Linked DNA regions of Sus scrofa: all the other regions are linked to region 1. Evidence: chromatin contacts called from public Hi-C and HiChIP or PLAC-seq data. All regions are on one chromosome and are shown on one strand. The core of a region is the stretch at or near the end of the contact, and the rest is flanking DNA. Distances in the headings are between cores, read along the strand shown.

Region 1 (3,461 bases), core at 559-3,058:
ATAAAGAACGTTCTAGTAACAATTAGAGCACAAAACTATTGGTATGAACATTTTTCCAAAAAGAGAAAACTATTGCATTTCAGAAGCTGCTGCTTCCTAGACCAGAGGTCTGTCTGCTTTGAGTCGCTGTGGGGGCAGAGCTCTGGCACGGGGCTCAACGGGGCAATGTGGAACGGGGGGCACAGAGCCGGGGTGTTTACAAGCGGGTCCTCGGGCTTCATTTGTCCCCAGAGAAGAGTGTCAACTCTGAGCAGTTCAAGATGAGACTGGCCAGGGTCGCAGCGGGCCAGGCTTGCTCCTTCAAAGGAAGGTGTTCTGGAAGGTTCTGTGGAGGGGGGCTCCAGCACCGCTCTTGGGGCACAGGCTTGGTGGGATTGAAGGCACTGCGGAGACACCGATCCCCTGGCCCCCTTAGAACAAACTCACGGCAGACCTAAGGGTTTAGCTTGAGGCTGGCTGTGAACTTGGACTGTCCCAGTCCTTCCGGTTGCTGATAAAGCTTTTGGGTTTGATTTTTAAAGGCCCCACCATGTCTTGGCACAAGTGGGCCTGTTTCTGTGACTTGTTCTTTGAGTCACACGGGACCGTGGGCCACGCACGCCATCCAGGGACGAGACAACAGGGCGGCTGCTTCTGGAGCCCTTTTGCGTCTAGAGACCGGGCTCCTAGGGGTCAGCAGGGCAGGTCCCTCCCCACTGAGGGGCACAAGGGGTCTTGGGGACGCTGGCCAGCCCAGCACTGCCCGACGGTGGCAGGGCACCCGCACGGTGCAAATCGCAGCCCGCTGGGTGGAGATGCCCAGTGTGGAGGTACCGACTGGCCCAGCACGGCCCCTTCCAGCTCTCAGGCGGGAGGTGTGCAGAGCGGGGAAAGGACTTTCAGAAGAAGGTGACACCCGGGTGCTGATAGCTCCCGCGGTGGTCACAACTGTTTTCTTCTTGAGGAAGCACATGTCCTTTAAGGGCGCCCTGGCTGGGAGCCCCGGGAGTCCGAGTAAAGGTCACTTGGTCTAAGAGGCACTGTTGCGGTGGAGCTCGGGCGGGGCCGCAGCCAAGAGGTGCCCCTGAGCTAGACGCCCTGCAGGGGGTGGTTGGGGTCACTGCGCTCCCGCTTCACCAGCGGCTCACCCCGGCCTCGGGCCTCTGATCGGGCCTCACTGCCTCCACGGTCCTCGCTGATGTCATCTGTGGGGTTGGGTGGGGGGTGGGGGGCATGGGAGGGTCAGGGGTGGGGAGCACATCCTCAGAGAGGCCAGGTGCAGGGTGCTGTCTCTGCTGGGTAACCTGGGGGCCCTCTTCCCCATGACCAGTGCCCAGGTGCCTGTGTCATGTCCCAGCAGGGCCGCCCTCGGAGGTTGGTCCTCCCACCCCTGTGGTTCAGGGAATGGGCCTGGGGGTGGGGTGCCCTCTGGTCCACCCGTCCTGTGCCCCCCTGTGGCTGTGGATGGAGGAGGCCCTTGGCCACCCAGGCCTGTGCGCGGCCCTGCTCCTTGAGGGCCTGCTGGGGAGGTGCCCAGGAAGCAGAAGTGAACATAATCCAGGAGGAAGGGGCAGGGCCTCTGCTCTGAGCCCACCCCTGACCCCACTGGGATGCCTCGTGCTGCTCAGGGTCACCTGCCCGGGGGGTCAAGGATGGGAGGGAAAGCCCCAGACACACTCACCTTTGTCGAGCAGTGTCAGCGACAGGGAGGCCAGATCGTTGAACTGCAAGAGAGAAGCCCAGAGTGAGTGGCCTCCACAGACTGGGTCCTGGGAAGGTCAGCAGTGTCCTTGCCCACAGGGGAAGTGGGCTGTGGCTTTGTGGGTGAGCAGTGGCTCTGAAGCTGCTGGGTGTCTGGGTGTGTCCCCACACCCTCCAGAGCCAAGCCTGGGAGCTGTTGGAGGGTGGATGGGTGCCGACTGAACGGGCCAGCAAGGGGACAGAGACTGGGGCTTCTGCGTGGTGACCATGAAGGAACAGCTGCTGCTTATTGCAGGCTCACTGTGTATTCAAAGCTCATGAGCATCACTCTTTTCTTCCTCAAAACAACCCAGCATGACTGAGCAATTCTGCTAAGTAAACACCCCAAAGAGTGAAAACAGGTGCTCAAACAAAACTTGTACACAAGTGCTCACAGCAGCACAGTTCACAGCAGCCAGAAGGCAGAAACAGCACAAGTATTCACCAACAAAGGACAGATAAGCACAACGGTGCATCTCCATGCAATCAGATATTACTTTGCCATAAAAAAGGAGAAGGGAGTTCCCATCATGGCGCAGTGGAAATGAATCTGACTAAGAACCATGAGGTTTTGGGTTCGATCCCTGGCCTTGCTTAGTGGGTTAAGGATCCGGTGTGGCTGTGAGCTGTGGTGTAGGTCGCAGATGCGGCTCGGATCCCTTGTTGCTGTGGCTCTGGTGTAGGCCAGCAGCAGTAGCTGTGATAAGCCCCTAGCCTGGAAACCTCCATATGCCACGGGTATGGCCCTAAAAAGCGGGGGTGGGGTGGGGTGGGGGGGTGGGAAGGAAGGAAGAAGCTGTGATACCCATGACAGTGCAGGGGAACCTTGAAAACATTATGTTGAGTGAGAGAAGCCAGACCCCAGAGGCCCCAGAGTATGTGCTTCCATCAGTGGGAAATGCCCAGAACAGGCCAATCCATAGAGACAGAGAGTGGGTTGGGTTGGTGGTTGCTGGGGACTGGGGGAGGGGAAGGGGGGGGTGACTGCTCATGGAGATGAGGTTTTCCTTTGGGATGAGGGAATGGTCTAGAACTAGATGGGCGGTGGTTTTACCTTGCTGTGTGTTGACTTTCAGATGGTTAAAGTGGCCAGTTTTATGTTCTGTGTATTTTACCATGATGAGACAGGAAGTCCCACCCAGGTCATGTGAGCAGGTGACAGAGGAGCCAGGCTCTGCCCAGGTCTGTCTGGCTCTCCCTTCCCCACCCACTGGCACCCCTCCCACCCCGAGTGTGTTCTCTGGGGCCCCCAAAGCCGGCTCTCTTGGAAGGGCCCTCACCTCTCCCATCACTGCGATCGGCGTCTCTCCAGTGGCCTCTGCAACGCGGTGCTCGACCAGGTAGAACATGTACTCGTCGTACAGCAGGCGGATGAGGTGGAAGGAGCCGAAGCTGGCGGCGCTGCGCAGCGTGAGGTCACGGATCACCATGGAGCTGGGGCGGCAGACAAGGGCTGGCACCTCTGGGACATGGGCCTCTGGCCAGCCCACTAGGGGCCTGCCAGCTGCCCGGACCACCCCCTGTCCTGACTCGAGCCATGACTGGCTTCCCAAGAGCTAGTGGCCTTTCCTGCCCTCCCCACAGCCTCAGTCAGTGCTTTTTTTTTTTGGCCGCCCCGTGGGGCCTATGGAGTTTCCAGGCCAGGGACCAGATCCAAGGCGCAGTCTCTACCTAAGCCGCTGCGGCAACGCCAGATCCTTAACCCATTGTGCCAGGCTAGGGATTGAACCTGCGTCCCAGCA
Region 2 (3,461 bases), core at 272-2,771, 330 kb after region 1:
GTCAAATTCTCAAGCCACTGTGTCACGGCGGGAACTCCCCACCTCAATTTTTAAAAAAGCACAACATGCTGGAATTCCCTGGGGGCTTATCGAGTTAAGGATCCAGCGTTTCTTGGCAGACTTAGGCTGCTGCTGTGGCTGGTGTTCAATCTCTGGCCCAGAAACTTCCACATGCCATGGGTGTGACCAAATATACCAAAAAAAAAAAACCCACAAACAAAACTATGTCATGCTTATGACATGACCCATAAAAGAACAGAAAGAAGAAAATAAGTATTACCCATACCCCTCCACTCACATTCTTAGCATCTAGGCGTGTGTGGTCCCATCCGCACATATATTTGCAACAACGAGATGGGGGTGTCACCATTGTCTTATTACCTGTTTGTTTTCTCCTTTACAAAGCGGGTCATCTTGGGATATTCAGGGTGTAGTGACTGAGAAAGGACATGGAGGAACTTTCTAGATCTTGAACAGGGTGACGAGTTACATGGGTGTACACCTGGGTTAAAAAAGATTCGTAGAGTTTTACAGTTAAAATGGATACACTTTGGGGGGAAGGGATGACTTAGGAGGAGGGCAATAACAGATACTCACTACTGTATAAAATAGATAATTAACAAGAACCTACTGTATAGCACAGGGAAATCTACTCAATAGTTTGTAATAACCTATCTGGGAAAAAATAATGGACATATGTCTATGAATAACTGATTCACTTTGCTGTACACCTGAAAAGAATACATTATAAGTCAACAAAACTCCAATCAAAAAGGAGAGAGAGAGAGAGAGAGATGGGTACACTTTACTGAGTATATGTTCTACTCCAATAATTTTTTTAGAATTACACACCCAGGGACTATTACCATGTCTATAAAAACGAATGCACAGGAGTTCCTGTCGTGGCTCAGCAGAAAGGAATCTGACTAGCATCCATGAGGACACAGGTTCCATTCATGGCCTTGCTCAGTGGGTTAAGGATCCGGCATTGCCAAGAGGTGTGGTGTAAGTTCCAGATGCGGCTAGGATCTGGCGTTGCTGTGGCTGTGGTGTAGGCCGGCGGCTACAGCTTCAGTTCAACCCCTAGCCCCTGGGAACCTCCACATGCCCCCAGTGCGGCCCTAAAAGGACAAAAAAAAAAAAAAAAAAAAGCGCAACATCGCTTTTCTCGGACCCCATTTAAATATCCGTCCCCTGCACATTTGATGCTTCGGAAACTGCTGGCTGGTCTCAGCAGCTTGTGCCCCTGCCGGATTCATTCTTTTGCCTGATCCGTTCTCTTCCTTGGACCTGTGACTGCCCCCACCCCCAATCCTGGCTCCCTCCACTCACTCCCTCCCCGTTCCTGGGGTAGGGCGGAGAAGGAAAGATCCTATACTCCCCGAGTGCCAGAATTACAGAACCCAGGCTTCTTGGAAATCTCTGCTTGGATATCCACAGGCTGCCCTAACTCATCAGAGCCTAATCCAGGGGTTCTCCGACACTGGGTAATGTCTAGAGACCGTCTTAGTTGACCTGATCGGGGACCGCTACTGACACCTAGTGGATGGAGGCCAGGGATGTTACTGCACATTCTATAATGCACAGGATAACCCTCTCACCACAAAGAACTATTCAACCCCAAATGACAGTAGTGCCAAGGTTGAGAGATGCTGCCCTAAACTAACTCATCACCTTCCCCTGACACCCACATCCCCATCTCAGTAAAGAGTACCTCCATGCACCCAGTGGCCCCAGCCAGAAAGATCTGAACCTTCCCCCCTCCACTATCATAATCAATCCACTCCTGAATTAATCAGGTAATACTAGCTGATTAGTATTACAATGCTACAACGAACAAATCCCAAAATGTTGAATGACCCAGATGTGATGGATGTTCTTTTATGGGTCATGTCTGGCTGGGGCCATTGGGTGCATGGAGGTACTCTTTACTGAGATGTGATGGAAGTATATTGCTCTAAAATAAAAAACGTGTTCCTCTTTGCTGTACAGCCAACACAATACTGCAAATCAACTATAATTTTTAAAAAAACCCATAAAACAAACAAAAAAATGTGTTTATGCAAATGAATTTATCTATGAAACAGAAACAGACTCACAGACACAGAAAAAGACTTGTGGTTGCCAAGAGGGAAGGGAAGTGATGGAGGGATGGCTTGGGAGTTTGGGGTTAGCAAGGCAAACTATTCTTTTTTTTTTTCTTGTCTTTTTAGGGCTGCACCTGAGGCATATGGAAGTTCCCAGGCTATGGGTCAAGTTGGAGCTGTAGCTGTCGCCCTACACCACAGCCACAGCAACTCAGGATCCGAACCACGTCTGCAAACTACACCACAGTTCATGGCAACGCCAGATCCTTAACCCACTGAGTGAGGCCAGGGATCAAACCGGTGTCCTCATATTTACTAGTCGGATTTGTTTCCACTGTGCCACAATGCAAACTCCCCAAACTATAGAATGGTAAACAACAAGGTCTCACTGTAGAATGCAGGGAACACTATGCAATATCCTGTAATAAATCAAATGGGAAAAAAAATCTGAAAAAGAATATATATATATATATATATGTATAACAAATTACAGTCATTAATTCTGCACAGCAGAAATTAATACCACATTGTAAATCAACTATACCCCACTAAAATAAATTTATAAACAACAACAAAAGCAAGTGAGCACACAATTTCATATGTAATGGGTTTGTCTCAAATTAAATAAACACACAATTTTGATGGGAAAAAAAAACATCTCAGTAAAGAATACCTCCATGCACCCAATGGCCTCAGCCAGACATGACCCATAAAAGAACAAAAAGAAGAAAATAAGTATTACCCATACCCCTCCACTCACACTCTTAGCATCTAGGCGTGTGTGGTCCCATCCCAACCTACACCACAGTTTGTGGCAACGCCAGATCCAAAAAATGTCTTCCTGATAGGTGGATGGTGCCCTTTCCAGGCTCCTTCTGTGGTTCTACCATCTTTATCAGGCCACTGCATTCAACTGCAAGAGCTGGCAGAAGGGGAAAGAGAAGGGAGAAGCCAATCTGCTTCTCCAGCTCCTCAGCTTGGAAGGGTCACATCATTTCCTTTCAGGATACACTGGTGAACTCATCACATGGTTCCTTGGATGCAGGGGGTGCTGAGAAATGTAGTCCCGGGATGGAAGGGTGCAGTGACCACCCTTTGAGGGACCTCCAAGGGTGCCCACCTCTTATATTCACCCCTTGGCAGAGTCATCTGACCCACGCTGAATGGTGGCTAGACCATGAGACCATTGGAATACTGTGGAAGTCATAATGTGTGCCTTCCAAAGCCAGGTTTATCAGTTCTTACAGCTTCCGCTGTGCGCTCTTGGGTCACTCGCTCTAGGGAGAGGCCAGCTGCCATGTTGTGAGGACACTCAGTTAGTGAAGAGGTCTACCTGGCGAGGAACTGAAGCCTCCTGATAGCTAGCTACCTACC
Region 3 (3,461 bases), core at 524-3,023, 260 kb after region 1:
CTCTTGGGATACTTCTTGAGGAACGACTCCAGTAAAACAGGAAGATAAACCAAAACATAGGGTAAGAAGACAGTAAATCCCCCCAGGAGAAAAGTAAAGTCCCAGACTGATGGCTAAAGAGGCAGCCTCGAGAGGAGCCAGTTCTGATCAGGGGTGGAAGAGACCAGAATGAAACATCCAAAGGGGGAAAAAACTCCACTGAATAAACGAGGTGTTGCAGAGGATGGAGGAAAGACGAAGCATCTTTGATGAAGACAAATGACGAAAGGGTGGGAGGAGAAGCAAAGGGTGTTCACAAAGCCAAGGGCCAAACATGCAGCCAAGTAAACAGGGCCAAACTTCAACCAAGGTTGAGATAAAGAGCCCATATGACCCTGACATGACCTTGAGCCTTCTTCCTGGAGTGGCCCAGAGTTCAGAGAGGATCCCAACTGGGCCAAGAGTGGAAACAGTCAATACAGTCAGTGCCCTTTGCCAGCTGCCAGCTTCTAGGCTTAATCTCCAGGCCTGGAGCAGAACAACCTTTACAATGTCAAGTGTAGCTCCCAGAAGGAGGGGTGTAAGGTTCGAGTAAAGACGGGGTGCTCCTGCCTTTCTCTTTCTAAGTGGACAGTCAGGAGACCTTGGCCAAAGTTGACGGTGCTGAAGAATCCATTCATTCACTAGACAAGGATTCAGCAAGCACCTACTCTAGCCTTTCAGCACCCGGGACACAGCGTAAACTCTACCACTAGACACAAATCCCTCACTTCGGGGGAGGGCGAGATGGACGAGATAAGTAAGTAATGTATACAACGTCGGAAGATGGTGCTAAGGAGAGAAAACAGAAAAAGGCTAAGAAGACAAAGCTGTACAGGTGAACTGAGCAAAGAAACTACGAGTCAGACTGGCAGCCGGAGGGCCCCAAAGGGTGAGGGAGCCTTCTGTGGAGAACTGAAGGTAGGCCAGCTCCCTCATTCGAAGTCACAAGGACAGATGCTGCAAAATGCAGCGCTTAGAAAGGAGGATGGTATAGCGGGATAATGATCTGCTATTGTCACTGCAGTGGCTCGGGTTGCTGCTATGGCACAGGTTCAATTCTTGGCCCAGGAACTTCCACAAGCCAAAAAACAGTGGCCTTCCCTGCTGAGCCAGAAGTTTCTATTTCTGTAACTTAGGTCATTTCCCCACTAGACAGGAAGACCCGTACTGGCACAGGCCCCCAGTGGGTCCTGGGATGGGCTCCTGCTTGGACCACAGGCCGTGCACATTCTCTCATGACTTGGCCCCGTCCCTGTCCGCCTGGACGGGTGAAGGGGTTGGTAGCCTGGCAGTGGCTCTCCCAGCCCTGAAGCCCTTTTCCAGGAATAAGCCCTTCCCTGCTTTATCAACACATCCATTCAAGAAATATATCATGGACCCCTGTGACATGCCCGGCTTCACATGGGGGCAACCAGCAGGCAGGGCCCTGGTCCCACAGGGCTCACAAGACAGCCTCCAACTTCACTCCAAAGTCCCCATCAAATTCCCTGAGAAGCGTCCTCTACTCCCACACACTCACACCAGCGAGTTCTCGTCTCGCCCCATCAGACACCAGGCTGCAGGTAACCTGGTGCTTCATAGACGGCAGGCTGAGGGGTGAGGCCAGGAGGGAAGGCAGCAGCGAGGTGAGTGCCTTTTCTGCTTTTTGCCCCACACGTGGTGGTTCTTGGAATGGCATGTCTCATCAAACATGGGCCCAGGAAGCGATTTCCTGCTTACTCAGGGGTGGGCATTAAGTTGCCCCTCCCACCCACAACCACAGGCTCCCTCCTCTGGATGCTCCTCAGGGGCTGAGTCTAGGTAATGACACAAGACACAGTCATCAGCTCCACCAGGATTTCCCTATGATGAGGCCCACGGCTGAAGGGGAAGCAGAAGGGAGGGCAGAGGCCCTTTGCAGGGTCAGAGCAGGGCCCGCAAGCTCTCACCGCATACCCCAGGGTGCAGGCCGGCATCTCACAGGGAAGGGAGAGGGAAGGGCCGGGTGTGGGCCAGGCCTGGGGCACTCACCGCGCTTGGGCTTGGGGAAGCTGTCGTGCAGCCGGAAGACCACCTTCTCCACGAAGTGCTGGATATCGCACTGCTCGGGGCCGCGGACGAACACCATCCAGTCGTGCGTGAACCCCTCCGTGGTGGGCTTCTTGCGCAATTGGGCGCGGTGTCCCAGCTCTAACTTGACCTGGACAGTGCACTGGACAGAGAGAAAGGCAGGCACGGGGTCAGTGCAGAGCCCCAAGTAAGGGCTGCAGGCTCACGGACCAGGCCTATGGACTGGCTTTCCACGTCTCTTCTCCCCAGCAAGCTCACGGGGGTCCCCGAGTCTCCTCCCTACCCTGCCCCAGGGGCTGGGCTCCTGCAGCTCCCTCTGCCTTGGATGCTCTCCTCCACCGCCCATGGCCCACTCCTTCCCGTCACTGAGGTCGAGCCTTGACTGCCTCAGGGAAGCCTTCTGTCACCACCCCATCTGAAAGCACCCACCCCACCCCACCCCCATGGCGCTCTTTCTCAGCATTCTCCACTATCAGAGATCCTCTTGCTAATGGTTTGTCCCACGTGCTCTACAGTGGCTCATGGGAATGGCTCCCTGTCTGGAGCAGCAATCCTCAGCAAGCTCTCCTGGAATATGAAAGTGTGACTGTGGTGCAATTATGCCGCCCTTTGGTTCCAGGATCCAAGGACACTAACATCCATGGCTGCTCAAGTCTCTTACATAAAACGGCACCATAAAACGGCACAGTGCTTACACAGAACCACATACACCTTCCCGCATGCTTTAAAGCCCCTCTAGGTCCCTTTTTTTTTTTTTTTTTTGGTCTTTTTGCCTTTTCTAGGGCCGCACCCGCGCCACATGGAGGTTCCCAGGCTAGAGATCTAATTGGAGCTGTAGCCACCAGCCTACACCACAGCAAAGCAGGATCCAAGTCGCTTCTGCGCCCTACACCACAGCTCACGGCAACGCCGCATCCTTAACCCACTGAGTAAGGCCAGGGATCGAACCCGCAACCTCGTGGTTCCTAGTCAGATTCATTAACCACTGAGCCAGGACAGGAACTCCAACCTCTAGATTACTTCTAATACCTTGTACAACGTAAGCGCTAGGAAAATAGTTGCAGATACTCATAAGTGCTATGGAAATAGTTGCTGGGGCATGACAAATTCAAGTGCTGCTTTTTGGGACTTTCTGGAATTTTTTTTCCCAAATATTTTCAATTTCCCTGTGGACAGGGAACCCACAGATACGGAGGGTGGGCTGTACCTTGTTCTATGACTGAGGAAACTAAGGCTCCAGAGTGAGCTAAGTGGCACATGTGAGGTGGCTCGGCCGTAGGAAGATTCACCCCTTAGCCACTCTGCCATCCTGCCACGCCGGCCAACCCACCCCGGTCTTTGATTACAGTGTTTTCATTTTCTGTTGTCCCACAGAATGCTTCCTGGAGAAG

What was found. Hi-C and Micro-C count contacts between places; a contact is called where the count stands out from the background. HiChIP or PLAC-seq counts read pairs in DNA pulled down with a chosen protein or histone mark.
Region 2: a Hi-C map of omental adipose tissue shows a contact between it and region 1, with 2.7 times the contacts expected there. The contact joins two enhancer-like sites. A contact is called at or near these places in 1 of 5 promoter capture datasets (fetal skeletal muscle) and 4 of 47 Hi-C or Micro-C datasets (heart right ventricle, mesenteric adipose tissue, omental adipose tissue and 1 more).
Region 3: a contact with region 1 is called in an H3K27ac HiChIP or PLAC-seq map of alveolar macrophages. The contact joins two enhancer-like sites. A contact is called at or near these places in 1 of 5 promoter capture datasets (fetal skeletal muscle), 6 of 47 Hi-C or Micro-C datasets (alveolar macrophages, embryonic fibroblasts, liver and 3 more) and 1 of 2 datasets of contacts at active chromatin or transcription factors (alveolar macrophages).

The regions. Positions count from the first base shown.
Region 1 is chr2:73,047,693-73,051,153 of Sscrofa11.1, reverse strand. RFX2 (DNA-binding protein RFX2) reads right to left here. Exons shown (of 17, transcript XM_021083998.1): 15 at 3,000-3,153; 16 at 1,661-1,703; 17 at 1-1,184. The coding sequence ends at 1,069. Among named protein-coding and RNA genes, the nearest start is that of RANBP3, 13 kb to the left of the region's middle. Within about 2 kb of position 1,808, at least 12 of the 83 cell types and tissues checked have an H3K27ac peak or open chromatin away from gene starts, as enhancers often do. A contact at or near this core is called in alveolar macrophages, omental adipose tissue and retroperitoneal adipose tissue, where this site is marked.
Region 2 is chr2:72,719,436-72,722,896 of Sscrofa11.1, reverse strand. It overlaps ACER1 (alkaline ceramidase 1), which reads right to left. Exons shown (of 7, transcript XM_021083989.1): 2 at 382-502. Among named protein-coding and RNA genes, the nearest start is that of CLPP, 7.7 kb to the right of the region's middle. Within about 2 kb of position 1,521, at least 30 of the 83 cell types and tissues checked have an H3K27ac peak or open chromatin away from gene starts, as enhancers often do. A contact at or near this core is called in omental adipose tissue and retroperitoneal adipose tissue, where this site is marked.
Region 3 is chr2:72,789,188-72,792,648 of Sscrofa11.1, reverse strand. It overlaps MLLT1 (protein ENL), which reads right to left. Exons shown (of 11, transcript XM_021083993.1): 2 at 2,032-2,212. Among named protein-coding and RNA genes, the nearest start is that of MLLT1, 10 kb to the right of the region's middle. Within about 2 kb of position 1,773, at least 3 of the 83 cell types and tissues checked have an H3K27ac peak or open chromatin away from gene starts, as enhancers often do. A contact at or near this core is called in alveolar macrophages, where this site is marked.